2 separate regions of the Rattus norvegicus genome follow, and region 1 is linked to region 2. A link is a contact called in public Hi-C data. All regions are on one chromosome and are shown on one strand. Each heading gives the region's core, a stretch centred on a gene start, on an enhancer-like site or on the middle of the called end of the contact. The rest is flanking DNA. Distances are from core to core; before and after follow the strand shown. Region 1 holds the start of Fibcd1 (fibrinogen C domain containing 1). Region 2 overlaps Abl1 (ABL proto-oncogene 1, non-receptor tyrosine kinase).

Region 1 (6,606 bases), core at 3,871-6,370, 61 kb before region 2:
TGAGTGTGAGTGTGTGTGTCTGTGTGTGTGTCTGTGCAAGTGTGAGTGTATGTGAGTGTGTGTGTATGAGTGTGTGCATGTATGTGTGTGTGCATGTATGTGTGTGCAGGCACTCCTGAGCACATACATGTGCATATTTGCATGCCACAGCACTTGTATGGATTCCCTGCCTTCTTTTTAAAGATAAAGACTTCAACAGACCTGAAGCTTGCCACTTTGCTCACACTGTCTGGCCACCAAGCCCCAGAGATCCTGTTTCTACACCGTGCTAGGAAACACAGATGTGCTGTGCCCAGCTTTTCTGTGGGTGCTGGGATCCTCGTGTTTGTAGAGCAAGCACTTTACCCAGTGAACCATGTCCATCTCCCCAGCCCAGTGAACCTCCAATTTCGACAACTAAATGGCCCATCAGACTGCTCTGTCCAATAAAACCCAGCTTTCTTTCTGAGAGAAACTCCGCTGAAATGTTTAAAATGACATATTTCCTTTGCGCCCTGTATTTACTGGGTGCTGAGTATATCTCAGAGGATCTGGGCAAAGTGCTAGGACACAGGGATGGAAGGACTATACTGTCCAGCTTCCGGGCACCAGCACGGGCTGTCACAGCTCAGCCTTGGTGCTTGCTTCTCTGGTAATGGTAACATCTGACAGACTAGCCTCAAGGTTCGAAAGACGCTGTCCAGTGGACTCAAGGAATGCACATGGCAGAGTGTGCTCTCTCTCTCTCTCTCTCTCTCTCTCTCTCTCTCTCTCTCCCTCTCTCTCTCTCTCTCATACACACACACACACACACACACCACACACTACACGCACACTCGGTTTCTGCTAATTCTTGCCTTTGATGGCAGTCTCTGGCTTGTCATCATGTTGACAAAGCAAAAGTTAAAAAAAAAAAAAAGAAAAGAAAAGAAAAGAAAAAGAAAGAAATCCACCCCGTCACTCGGACTCCCCCATCCCTGCCCGGCTTGGCAGCCCCCACCCACCCCCGTCTTTGTATTATGAGTTTGTGTCAAGGTATGTTGGATTCTAAATTAAATGTCAGCCCACTGTACATTTCTGGCTCCAGTGCAGAAAATGAGGCGCTGCCTCTGGAGCCCATCCAGTTGTTCAGCTCCCCGCGTCTAACCGAGAGGGTGACAAGCCCACTGAATCACTGCACAGCACCTTCCCATGCCAAGGGGAGCCAGGATGAATTTATTTTTAATGATAAATGTGACTGTCAGAGGTGAGTTGAAACCGCTTTACCAGAAGAGTGAAGAGCCCAGGGCAGTGTGCGGGGAGAGGTGGGTGGACGAAGGCCAGAGGTCTTGACCTCCTGGATCACTGCCTCCAGGTCTCTGGAGACAGGCACATTTGACATGCAGCCCACGTTCTGGAGCTCTGCTGCGTGCAATGCTCTCTGGGAATATCAGAGACCAGCAAGTGCTGAGACGTTTGAGGAGATGGGCTCCAGCAGAGCACAGCCCGGGATTCAAATTCTGGATCTACCGCTGCTGTGTGATCTTTGTCAAGGTACTTAACGTCTCTGTTCTTCAGTTGCCTCACCTTTAAAATGGGCATTTTACCACAGTTCACAGGTCTTTGGAGAGGAGACTGTTCGTGAAATCTGTTGATACGGTGTTCCACATGTGAGGAAACCATTAATCGCATGGTTTTAGATGGTTAGGCAAATTGTTTAACTGTATTCCTGAGACCATTTCACCATCCTTGAATGAGGCTAACAATAGTTCTGATCTGTCAGGATAACTGGGGGACCCCGGGTTCACCACACAGGGCTGTATGTATGCTCCACTGATGGTGGCCACTTCAGTCACTCCAGAGACATGTCACTCTAAGCCCCTAGCTACTCTCTCTTGTCTCCTCTCTTCACTTCTGTCCTCACTGTCCATCCTGTACCCCTCCCTGTGAAGACAGCAAGAAGCCATAACTCCCCATTGCACTGCAGTGAAGACCCAGGTGAGGACAGCTACCTTGGGCCAGCTGACAACTGTGACTGATGGATCCAGGCTCAGAAGGAAGGGCAGGACCCTCTCTCTAGAATCTCAACTAAAATTTCCAGACTGTAACTGCCTGACGGTTGGAGTTATCACACTCAGGGGACTTCAGGAAGGAGAAGGAGAAGGATAAAAAGGAGGAGGAGGGGGGCTGGGGATTTAGCTCAGTGGTAGAGCGCTTACCTAGGAAGCTCAAGGCCCTGGGTTCGGTCCCCAGCTCCGAAAAAAAGAACCAAAAAAAAAAAAAAAAGGAGGAGGAGGAGGAAGAAGAGGAGGAATAGGAGAAGGAGGAGGAAGAGGAGGAAGAGAAAGAGGAAGAAGAGGAGGAGGAAGAGGAGGAGGAGGAAGAGGAGGAAGAGAGGAGGAGGAAGAGGAGGAGGAGGAAGAGGAGGAAGAGGAGGAGGAAGAGGAGGAAGAGGAGGAGGAAGAGGAGGAAGAGGAAGAGGAGGAAGAGGAAGAGGAGAAAGAGGAGGAGGAAGAGGAAGAGGAGGAAGAGGAGGAGGAAGAGGAAGAGGAGAAAGAGGAGGAGGAAGAGGAAGAGGAGAAAGAGGAGGAGGAAGAGGAGGAGGAAGAGGAGGAGGAAGAGGAGGAGGAGGAAGAGGAGGAAGAGGAGTAGGAAGACGAGGAAGAGGAGGAAGAGGAAGAGGAGGAAGAGGAGGAGGAGGAGGAGGAGCAGCAGCACTACCACCACCCTAAATACACAGTGAGCCAGAGAGGAGGGATCAGGGTGCCAGACAGTTCTGGATTGAGTCTTTGTAGTTCATGAGTCCTGGGTTCTATCTTCCATGAGGCCCTGCCTGGTCCCTAGCTGGCTAAAAGGCAGCTTCTGCAGTGGTCAGGATGCTAAGCTCAGCCATACTTGTCCCTGACACTTGGCTCCTATCAGCCTGGTAAAAAGTCACAGCCCATGGGGACAGTGTTATTCTGCTCTGTGGCTTCTCCCAGGAGCTTCTCCTTTGTGAATTCATCTCATTCACACATCCCCGTGGGGCTGATGAGCCTGTGTGCACTGGGCTAGTGCAGTGCACAGGAACTGAGTGTGCTCCTGCCAACCCCAGGCCACCACTGATCCTCCTAGTGGGACCTGAGCACAGCAGGTGCAGAGTGGTCACAGGGCGAGGCCCACAGCTCGCCACGCCCATCTCCACCCCAGCAGGCAGGAGAATTGGTGACTCTTGCTGAGTTGGTGACAGGTCCAAGCAGCAAACACTTCCTGGAAAAACCGCTAGGTGGCCCCCGCTTACCTGTCCTTCCACAGGTTCAGCAGCGGCCGTCCTGAAGGCTCCCATGCACACCTGCTGGACGAATTCACTGTGTCTCCCACTCAGCGCTTGGCCTCCCTTGTCTTAACGTCAAAGTGATGTCTCCTGAACCAAGTATCCATGTCCTAAAGAGGCTGACTGACCGCTCTCTGTGTACACCCTGGGACCTTTGGATCCCTTACCCCGTTTAGGACTGCCCAGAGAGATTTTTAGTGCACACCTTGCCTGGCGTCAAAATTCTCTCCCAGCACTGTGGAATCAGACTTGGGATTCCTAAGACCTACTTCTTGTGAGGGGCCCTGGGAAATCCTTTTTCTCGTCCATCCTTGCTTGCCCAATGAGGAAACAGGCTCTGAGAGAGTATGAAGCCTGTCTGAGGTTCCAGCAGGGAAGTTTGAACCCTAACCCCTCAGATGCTTATGGAAGGTGCCTGCTTCTGAATCCCAGAAGAGAGAGCCCTTCAGATTGAGGTGCTGTTAACCCTTTGGATACAAGGGGAACCTATGTCAAGAGAGGTTTAGTGGCCAGTAATCACAGTTTCCCGCTTAGGCCTGAAGGATCTCTGGGTCACCTACAACCCTTTTAAGTGATGAGGAGTTGCGGGGTGGGGGGTGTTTCAGGTTGACACAGGTACATCCTCAAGGAACTGGCTTCTGACCCCAGCCTTAGGTTACTGGGCAGTAACTCTGGCAGCTTGCTGGTGGGAAACCGGGCTGGGACTGCAGGAGACGACAGCCACCGGTAACTCTGGAAGTTCGTAGACTGTAGGACCGAGTTTCTGGCTGGTGACAGTCTGGGAGGGCATGTGGCCACGGTGCCTAGCTCCAGCTGCGATCCTAGGGACCACTCTGCCTGTGTTAGGCTCGGGCCCCACCCTCACAAGGTCTACCCCACGTCTGCCAGGCACCTAGAGGGACGAGAAGAGGGATGAAGACGAAGATGGGGCGACAGACTGGAAACCGGTGGGAGAGAGACGACGCCGGTGCCAGGGAACAGCAAGGCGGCCAGAGCGCCCTGGAGCCGGAAAACAGCTTTAAGAAGTAGCGGGGGGCCCAGGCGTCTCTGCGGAGCTGGGGGAAGGGCGGCCGGCGGGGCGCGGCGTGGGGCGCGTGGGAGCCACACGGTCGGAGTCACAACAGCAGCTCGTTAACCGCGCAGATTAAGGACTTTGTCAATTACCTCCGAAGGCTGCTCGGGCGGATTAAACGCTTTAAAAAGTGTTGCTGGTGGGAGGGACGACTGAGAAGCCCCCACTGGTGGCTCACATCCCTCCTCCAGCGGTTGGGATAGCTCCAGGACGGCTTTGGAGGGGTTGGCGGGGACTCCGGGTGGGCAGATGCCTTGGGGGCGTGCAGCAGCCCTGCTGCGGAGTGGGGGACTCCAGCACCAGGCCCCAGGGCTGGAGATTAGCCGGCCACGTGCATACTTGCCCAGGACCTGGAACCCCGGAGCCCCGCAAGGGACAACCGGTCTCCGCTTAGCCCCTTCCTTAGGGGTGATCTCTACACCTGGGACTTAGAGGAGTCCTGCCCTAGAGGAAGTTTGCGCGGGGCACCGCAGGGTGCGAAGGTTCCTCGGGGAGCCGTTGGCTGCCGTCACGCCCGCTGCTGCTGGCTAGTCCCCTCTCTCAACCCCTAGCGACCCGGCTGGAGCGGGAGTCACTCTTAGAGCCCTTGGGGGAGGAGGGGAGCGCGTGCCCGGGAAGCTGCGGGGAGCAATAAAAGGCCCTGAGAGTCCGAGACGAAGACGCGGAGACTAAGCCGGGAGGAAGAGGGCGGAGCGCGCGGGAGGCGCGGGAGCGGGACGCGGGGACGGCGCGGCGCGGGCGGCTCTCGGAGGCTCGCGCCCGCGCTCCCAGCAATCACACGCGCTCACACGCAGCCTAGCTTGCGGCCGCCGCTCCCGGGCCACCCCGGATCCCCGGCACCGAGGGGACCTCCTGCAAGTGCAACGCATCCTGTGCACCCCTCGCCTCCTTTGCGCTCGCCCTCGCCCCGCACCCCTTGCGGGTCCTGCAGGAAGATGGTCCACGAGCGGTGGAAGACCGTGGGCGGCGCGTCCCAACTTGAGGACCGACCGCGCGACAAACCGCAGGTACCCACGGGCGCGGGGACCGGTGTGGGGGCTGGAGTTTGGGGAGCTTGAGCAGAGATTAGGGGGAGTACCTGCTCTTCTCCTCCCCTCAGCGGAGACTTGAACTCTAGGCTCCCTGCAGAAGGCACCGGCTTCAGCCAGTCCCCACCCCCATCGGAGACCCCGGTGCTTGCTCGTGCAGTGAGGAGAGAGGACCTATAGTTGGTTGTGGATCAGCCCTTCAGTTGGGGACAGCCGACAGATGACCGGCGCGCAGAGTCCCATTCACCCACAGCCTCAGTGGGGGTCCTCCTCACTAGCAATTCCTTAACCTATGCCAGGCGCCCCACTCATCTTTCCAGGCTTCAAGAGCAGGACCCCCCCCCAGGTCCTCCCTCTTTACCCAGGCGCCCAGATTCAATTGGGGAACAGTAAATATTAATCTCCCATAAGAAGCCTAGGCACTATGATTCTCTGACTTTTAAGACCAGGAGAACAAGACTCAGAGAGGTCCCGCTGCAGCCCGAGGCCACGCAGCCCTATAGGGATTTGAACCTAGGTCTGGCTGATCTCTTTACCTACTGCCTCTGCAGGGACAGTGAAGTGTCCCGGCTTGGAGGGTGCCCAGGGCTGTGCAGTGCACCAACTGGGACAGAGCAGGGAGGGGCTGCTGACGTACTGGGCATCCAGCTTCTGAGGCAGAGGGGTGGCCGCAGGACTGCCCCAGGCTGAGCCATCAAGGGACTGGGATAGACAGGCATAGTGAAGAGGCCATTCGCCAAGGAGAGCAGATAATGGGGCTGCCCGTTTTAAATTTTAAATTTCTCCCAGACAGATGTCACTGGGGAAGGAACAGTGAGAGTTTGCAACCAGAGAAGGAGGAGGAGGTGGCAGGGGCGGGCGTGGCCACCCCTCACTATTCAAAGCTGCAACCTGCCTGTCTTTCAGAGTAACACTGGTCTGGCAAGGGGACCAGCTAGCTGCAGTTTGCAAAGCTAGCTCTTCCCAAGTACACATTTCCCACGTCGCAGATAAGGATCAGGGAGGTTGGACATGCCCAAGACACACAGCATGTGAGCCAGAGAGCTAGGACTCTACCTTTCAAACCGCAGACTGGTTCTATTGCTTCCCTGGGTGGTCTGTCCCCCTTCTTAACTGTTCCTGTCTTCACTGTGTCCCCAGGTGGCAGGGCCCGTTCTGCTGAGATCTTAAAGGAGCAGTGGAAACTTCAAGGCTGGTCCCCAAGGCTGCCCCAGCCTGGTTCGGTCTTTCCTCCT
Region 2 (6,416 bases), core at 1,464-3,963:
AAAAACAAGAACAAACTCCTCATCCCAATTTGTGAGGTCCCTGTTCTTTTTTTTAATTCACCCTGTCCTTTTGAAGACATTTTCCTTCTACATGGTCAAATAGAACATGAAGGCGTGGGTGAAAGAAATGCTTGGGGGATTTTCCTTTTTCTCTTCATTGCTTGTGCTTATGCTTGTCGGGGAAAAGAGGGGTCAACTGATCTCTTCACAGGGCCTGCATGGCACCACTCTTGTGGGAGGCCGAGGAACTCTGAGACAGTGCTATGGGTGTGTGTGTGTGTGTGTGTGTGTGTGTGTGTGTGTGTGTGTGTATGTATGTGTGTCTAAGAGGATGGCTTGTTGGTTATGCTGACCTGGCTTTGCTGCTGGCTGTGTGAGACCCTGGCAACTTAATGACCTGCAACCCTCATCCCCACTCTTCTATGAATCTTTCTTTTCTTCTGTCTCTCCTTAGAGGCAAGAGCTCACATGATGGCCTCAAACTCCCACTCCCCCTTCCCCCACCTCCCAAGAGCTGAGATTACAGCTGTAGACAGTGCCCAAGGCTCTGTGCAGACAGACAGGCACTCTGAGCTGGGCCACATCCTAGCCTCCAGACTTGTTTCAGTGACTGGCCAGCAGACATCAGGGACACACTAACTGCAGTGGAGGGAACAAGCACACCGCTCGTTTGGAAGGAGGACTGGATTTCTAATGAGCCCTGTCTTCTCATGGGCATTGTGGAGGCAGTGCCTTACACAGGCGGGCCTTGCACCCTGCTGGTTAAGCATGGGAGGAGGCAATGCTCTGTGAGACTACTGAAGGCCAGCAGGGCTCTCCTGAGGAGTTTCACAGCCAAAACCAGCAAGGGAAGTCCAGGAGCAGCCTTTCCTAACCTGCGGCTACCATCCCTTAGGAGTCACAGATCAGGTATTTACAATTCATAACAGCGGCAAAATTACAGTTCTGAAGTAGCAATGAAATAACTGTGTGGGGTCATAAGGCACCGTGTTAAGGGTTGCAGCATTAGGAAGGCTGAAAACACTGCCTCAGAGGATGTGGAGGAAGGTCTCCTATGGAGCAGAACTGAGGCCCACCTGTATTTTTCATGGGGTCTGAGGAATAAGACTCTGAGGGAGGGAGATGGTGAAAGAGTTGGGCCTGGGAGTTGGGTGCCTGGCTTCGAGTTCTGGTTCAGGGCTCCAGCTTCCACAGCCTTAGCGGTGATGTGTTAGTACTTGCATGAGCTGAGGAGCTGCTGCTGTACGGACTAGTAGGTCACACACTCAGCTCTGTAGGCTGCACTAACTCAGGACTCTGGCCATTACTGTAATTGTGTAGCTCTCGACGTCTGCCGAGGAGGTAAAGAGCCAAAATCCTTTACTCCTCTCCTCTGAGAAATGGGTAACTAATGGCAGAGCCTCACTCCCGCAGGGCTGGGCAGAGTAGGGACAGAGCATTTAGCAAGTTGCACGTGTGAGTCCTGAGTTAAGACAACCTCCAGTGAGGTCAGGCGCCATGAAGGATTACTGGCAGGTACCCTCCCAACAGAACCTATTACTCCTTACCAACCATGGTGCATACATGAATGAGGTGCCTGGGAACCTGCTGAAGTCTTAACAGAAAATATCAGGACAGACCCTCCTCTGGATACCCTCTGCTATGCAGAGCTGAGCACTGCCCATCCATGGGGCCTCCCAGCTGTGTAACCTCCGTCTTCCTTAATGCCCTGTTTGTGGTGTGTGGAGAGCATGTGCCACAGCACATGTGTGGCGGGACTCGGTTCTCTCCTTACCATGTAGGTTCAGGGGAGCCCTCAGTGTGAGGCTCAGCCCAGTCCCTTTACCTACTGAGTCACCTGGCCGACCTCTCTCAAGAGGTTTCAAACAATCTTCCTTCCTTGCTGAGTCTTAGACACCCTGTGTTTCCCTCTGGCTGTTTGTAAATCCATGTCAGCACCGCCTTGTCCTCCAAGCCAGTGCGTGGCACTGTGGCCTGGTGCACTGAACACGGGCCATCGATACTCTCCTCTATGCCCCTGCAAAACTAATGGTGTCAGGTTTGCCTAAGTGCCCTCAGCTAGGGCTTGGAGGCCGGGGCCTCTCCTGGCCTCTGCCCCCCGTCACGGCAGGGGTTCACATTCCTCTATCCTCTCTGCACAGCAGAGCTCACACTGACCCGCTGGGTGGCCATTATTGGGGGTTTGTCCATGTCTATCTGACATGGGCACCCAGGACTGGGCCTGTTTGGCACACAAATGTGAAGAACTCCTATTATTACCTTTTAAAAAGTTGAATTTGGAAAATGCCCAAGAGTACCCCAGGCAATCCCACCTTTGCCCCATCTCTTCCCTCAGTGCTGGTCTGCCACAGGGCCAAAGGAAGGGAAATGCTAACCAGCAAGATTCACTCTGTAATTAAGGAGGGCAGTCTTGCTCTAAACAGTTACCATGGCAACCAAAGTCCCAGTTTCTATTTCCCGGTCTCTCATTGGTGGAGCCTGGGCTGTCAGATGTAGTGACTGGCTGAGCTGAGACAGGAATATACAGTCAGACCTGTGCTTCCAGCAATGGGCAGCAGCCACTCACAGGTGATCATCAGAGTCTGTCCAAAACATGCACAAGCAAGAATGCAGTTCAACACTAGGGGACACTCTCACCACAGGGACAAGCTCGGATTATGCAGATTCAGGGAAGAACAAAACCACACGCAAACAGGACACGTGGCTCAACGGTGGAGAGGTGTGTGGCCCTGTGATTCCAGGAAGGCCACAGCCCAATGACAAGCAGAAGCCTGCCATGTGAGAAGAGCACGCCAGGACACCTCACTGGCCTTTTCTAGCAGCCCCCAGAAATCCACATGGGACTCATGATTCTCCTTGAACCCAGCCTGTGTACTTTCTCTGAACTCTCATTAAGGACATAGCCTCCATGTCACTGACGAGAGCAGAAAGCAGGCTTTGAGGAGCACTGTCCTCTAATAACGAGCCCTTCCCGACCCTCAGCACTGGGCAGTGCTCACCATCTGCAGTCACAGATAGAGGCGCTCAGCCTCAGAGAGGCCAAGCCAAGGAGGCCAGGGGCACTGCCCAGTCACAGCAGACGCCCATCCTCGCCCTTCAACCATGCCCCAACTCACCTTCAGGGTCTTCACGGCCACAGTGAGGCTGTACTTCTTCCAGACGCCCTCGTACACCTCCCCGTACTGGCCTCCGCCCAGCTTGTGCTTCATGGTGATGTCTGTGCGCTCCATTTCCCACTTGTCATAGTTGGGGGACACGCCGTAGATGGTGGGCTTGTTGCGCTTGGGAGCTGGGTAGTGCAGTGTGGTGATGAGCCCGTCAGCCACAGTGGAATGATGGTGAACTAACTCGGCCAGAGTGTTGAAGCGGCTCTCCGAGGAGACGTAGAGCTGAGGAAGACAGGGGACAGTCCTCACTCACAGAGCAGAACCCTAGGGAAGGCTCTGCAGACCGCTTAGCGTCACCTGCAGCAGCAGCTTCTAGCAGGGATAGAACTCACCCACACAGATGCCCGAAAGCCCGAGGGCACATGTACCTGCCTCGCTGAAACCCCACCCAGCATTCTCCCCTCTAACATCAATCTATTACTTTTAATTTCTTTAAAGATTTGTTTACTTCATGTATATGAGTACACTGTAGCTGTCAGACACACCAGAAGAGGGCATCAGATCCCAGATGGTTGTGAACCACCCATGTGGATTGAACTCAGGACCTCTGGGAGAGCTGAAAGTCAATGCTCTTAACTGCTGAGCCATCTCTCCAGCCCCTACTTTTAATTTTTATTATTTTTGTTTTATGAGCATGGGAAATCCCATGTATGTATGTATGTATGTATGTATGTATGTATGTATGTATGTATGTGTTATGTATGTGCATCATGAGCATGCCTGGTGCTCTCCGAGGCCAGGATAAGACTTCAGACTCCCTAGAAGTAGAGTTTCAGAGAGTAGTAGTGAGCCACCATGTGAATGCTGAAAAGAGAACTGGGAGCCTCTGGAAGAGCAGCAGCCAGTGCTCTTAACCCTGAAGAGACACCTTTCTAGTCCCTACCCTCCAATTCAAATGTTTTCCCTCAGTGTTCAATCTGAAGCCACCACCAGGGTGGAGGACAGCGTGGTTCCACACCCAGCCATGTTTCTGTCAGCGCCTTGCAGGTCAGAAGCCAGCAAAGCCTTTTCCGAGATGGGACACAGGAAGACTGAGATAGGAGTACTTCAGGCTTCTCTGAGAGCCACAGCACTGGGGGCCTCCTGCTTCCAGGGATCACTCTGCAGACACAGCAGAGGGGACAGCAGTGGCAGAAAGCACTCAGTGGGAGTGCAGCTGCTGCTGCTGTGTTGTAGGAAAGAACTGCTCCATGCACAGCCACAGGGACAGCTGGGCTCCGGGCACAGCAAGCACTGAGCACCTGATTTGCCCCAGTAGCGCATTCACAGGAGGGGCTGTGGCGGGGCTGTACTCAGACAGTGCTAATACTTGGTGAGACAGGCATAGAAAGAAAAGGGTCAAACTGTGGCTACAATAGTGACATCTGAAGGGGGGGGACAGAGACAGACAGACCGACAGACATGGGGGTGGGTGGGAGGAAGCCCGAGACATACATAGCAGACATAAGATCTTTGGTTGTTGGTTACGCTGGGCACCAGTCATCATAGTCTGTATGCATGGTCATCAGATAGCAATGTGCTGTGGTGGGGAAGCTTTAAATAAATGGTGTGGTCTCAGGAGGGCGGGTAAGGCCTTCCTGAGAGCCCAGAGCTCTCCTGCTCCAGAGTGCAAGAGGGGGTTACAAAGGAACCAGCCTGGCTCTTCCCCCTCCCTCCAAAGAGAAGCCTGTTCTTGCCCTCAGCTGACTACTCCACTAATCCACTGTTCTTGGGCCACGGGCCTGTACCACATTGCTTCAATTTTCAGCTTTCCACACCAAGAGCTAAATAAAACCGTTTCTGTGAATTAGCTGCTTCAGGTTATTTCACTGTGGCAATAAAATACAGACCAAATTATTTTCTATAGCTTACAGTATTAATATTAGATCATTAAAACATTTGAAAGGAGATAACCACAGGGGGTAGGTAGCTCCCTTCTCCGCTTGTCCAGAGAATATACTTTAGAAGAATCTATAATTCTACTAAAATAAAAGTTCAAAGACAACCTAGACATGTACCTCACTTCTTGTGTGACAACTGTGGTCTCTCTGTGAGAAGCTGCGTCTGAGCAACAGGACACTCCAGGCTGAGGAGGTCTCTCTCTCTCTTTTTCTCTTTTTCTCTTTCTCTCTCTCTCTCTCTCTCTCTCTCTCTCTCTCCCCCTCCCTCCCTCCCTCCCTCTCCCTCCCTTCCTCTCTCTCTCTCTCTCTCTCTCTCTCTCTCTCTCTCTCTCTCTCTCTCATCTCAGAGCCTGTGTGAACCGCTCTGGAGCCACAGTGAGTCAGACTGGGGCATGAGCTGGTGAAGGAAGAGGGTAAGAGAGCACACAGCAGCCCGCCGTAAGCCTGGTACCCACACCATGCTGCCCACAGCCCTCCCTCAGTGCTGGTCAGACAGTGTCCTCTGTAGGGTTCAGGGGGACAGCTCCCAGTCTCTGCCACTCCCCAAAGAGCTGTGACTGAGTTTATGTTCCAACCTAAAATTTACATACCCTCATTCATTAAACATTAATATTACAGCCAGCTGCCCTCGGGTGCCACGTTGCTCCACCCCAGCCGTGTTCCTACAGTCACACTGTCCACTTTGGTGGCTGCCTTCTGACTGCCATCGCTTCTGATTAGAACTTCATTCAGTGATAATCGGGACGAACACTGAAGTCCACGGTGTGCTCAGAGGAGCAGGTGAAGTTAGTACCATACGTAACGTGTTCTGTGCTGTGCTTGTTCCCCAAACACACAGCGTGCCCAGCCAGGGCTCTGCCTCTTCCTGTCCATCGAGAAACCCTATACTGACTCTCCTTGGTGCCACGCCATAGGCACATGCCAGCTGTGCTCTAGAATTGAACCTGGGTCTTCAGAGCTGCTCACATGCTCTCTTGGAGGCAAAAAGCCCTTTAGTTCCCACCCTGTCGCAACTCTTTCCCCAAGAATGGCTACAGCACTGTTCCGCTCCAGGGGAAGGCAAAGCCCAGATAACCTGGAGGCCCGGGAGCCAACCCATCTTTCTGCCTGGGCCCCATTCCTGTGGACTCCAGCTGCGGCTTCTAACCATGAAACAACAGAAGCTGGGAGGGATGGAGGGAATGCTTAGCTGTAGCTGCAGAACATTCCTGCAGGAGAGTAGCAACAAAAGGCAAGAGAGGCTGTCGCCTGGAAGGCAGCCCTGTCTAAGGTTGCTTCGGAAAAGCACAGAGCACCTCAGAGAGGGAAACAAGTCAGGGGACAGAAACAGAGATCCATTGGCCCCACAGAAGAATCTTCTGTACCTGCT

What was found. A called contact is a pair of places that touch in the nucleus more often than the background predicts.
Region 1: a contact with region 2 is called in a Hi-C map of hepatocytes, with 2.0 times the contacts expected there. The contact joins the promoter of Fibcd1 here to the enhancer-like site in region 2. A contact is called at or near these places in 2 of 12 Hi-C or Micro-C datasets (hepatocytes and mammary epithelial cells).

What each region holds. Positions count from the first base shown.
Region 1 is chr3:35,522,656-35,529,261 of GRCr8, reverse strand. It overlaps Fibcd1 (fibrinogen C domain containing 1), which reads left to right and starts at 5,120. Exons shown (of 7, transcript NM_001107829.2): 1 at 5,120-5,350. The coding sequence starts at 5,279. LOC120101519 (a long non-coding RNA gene) reads right to left here and starts at 5,051. Exons shown (of 2, transcript XR_010064751.1): 1 at 3,239-5,051.
Region 2 is chr3:35,458,963-35,465,378 of GRCr8, reverse strand. Abl1 (ABL proto-oncogene 1, non-receptor tyrosine kinase) reads right to left here. Exons shown (of 11, transcript NM_001100850.1): 4 at 3,117-3,389. Among named protein-coding and RNA genes, the nearest start is that of Qrfp, 24 kb to the left of the region's middle. Within about 2 kb of position 2,713, at least 9 of the 93 cell types and tissues checked have an H3K27ac peak or open chromatin away from gene starts, as enhancers often do. A contact at or near this core is called in hepatocytes, where this site is marked.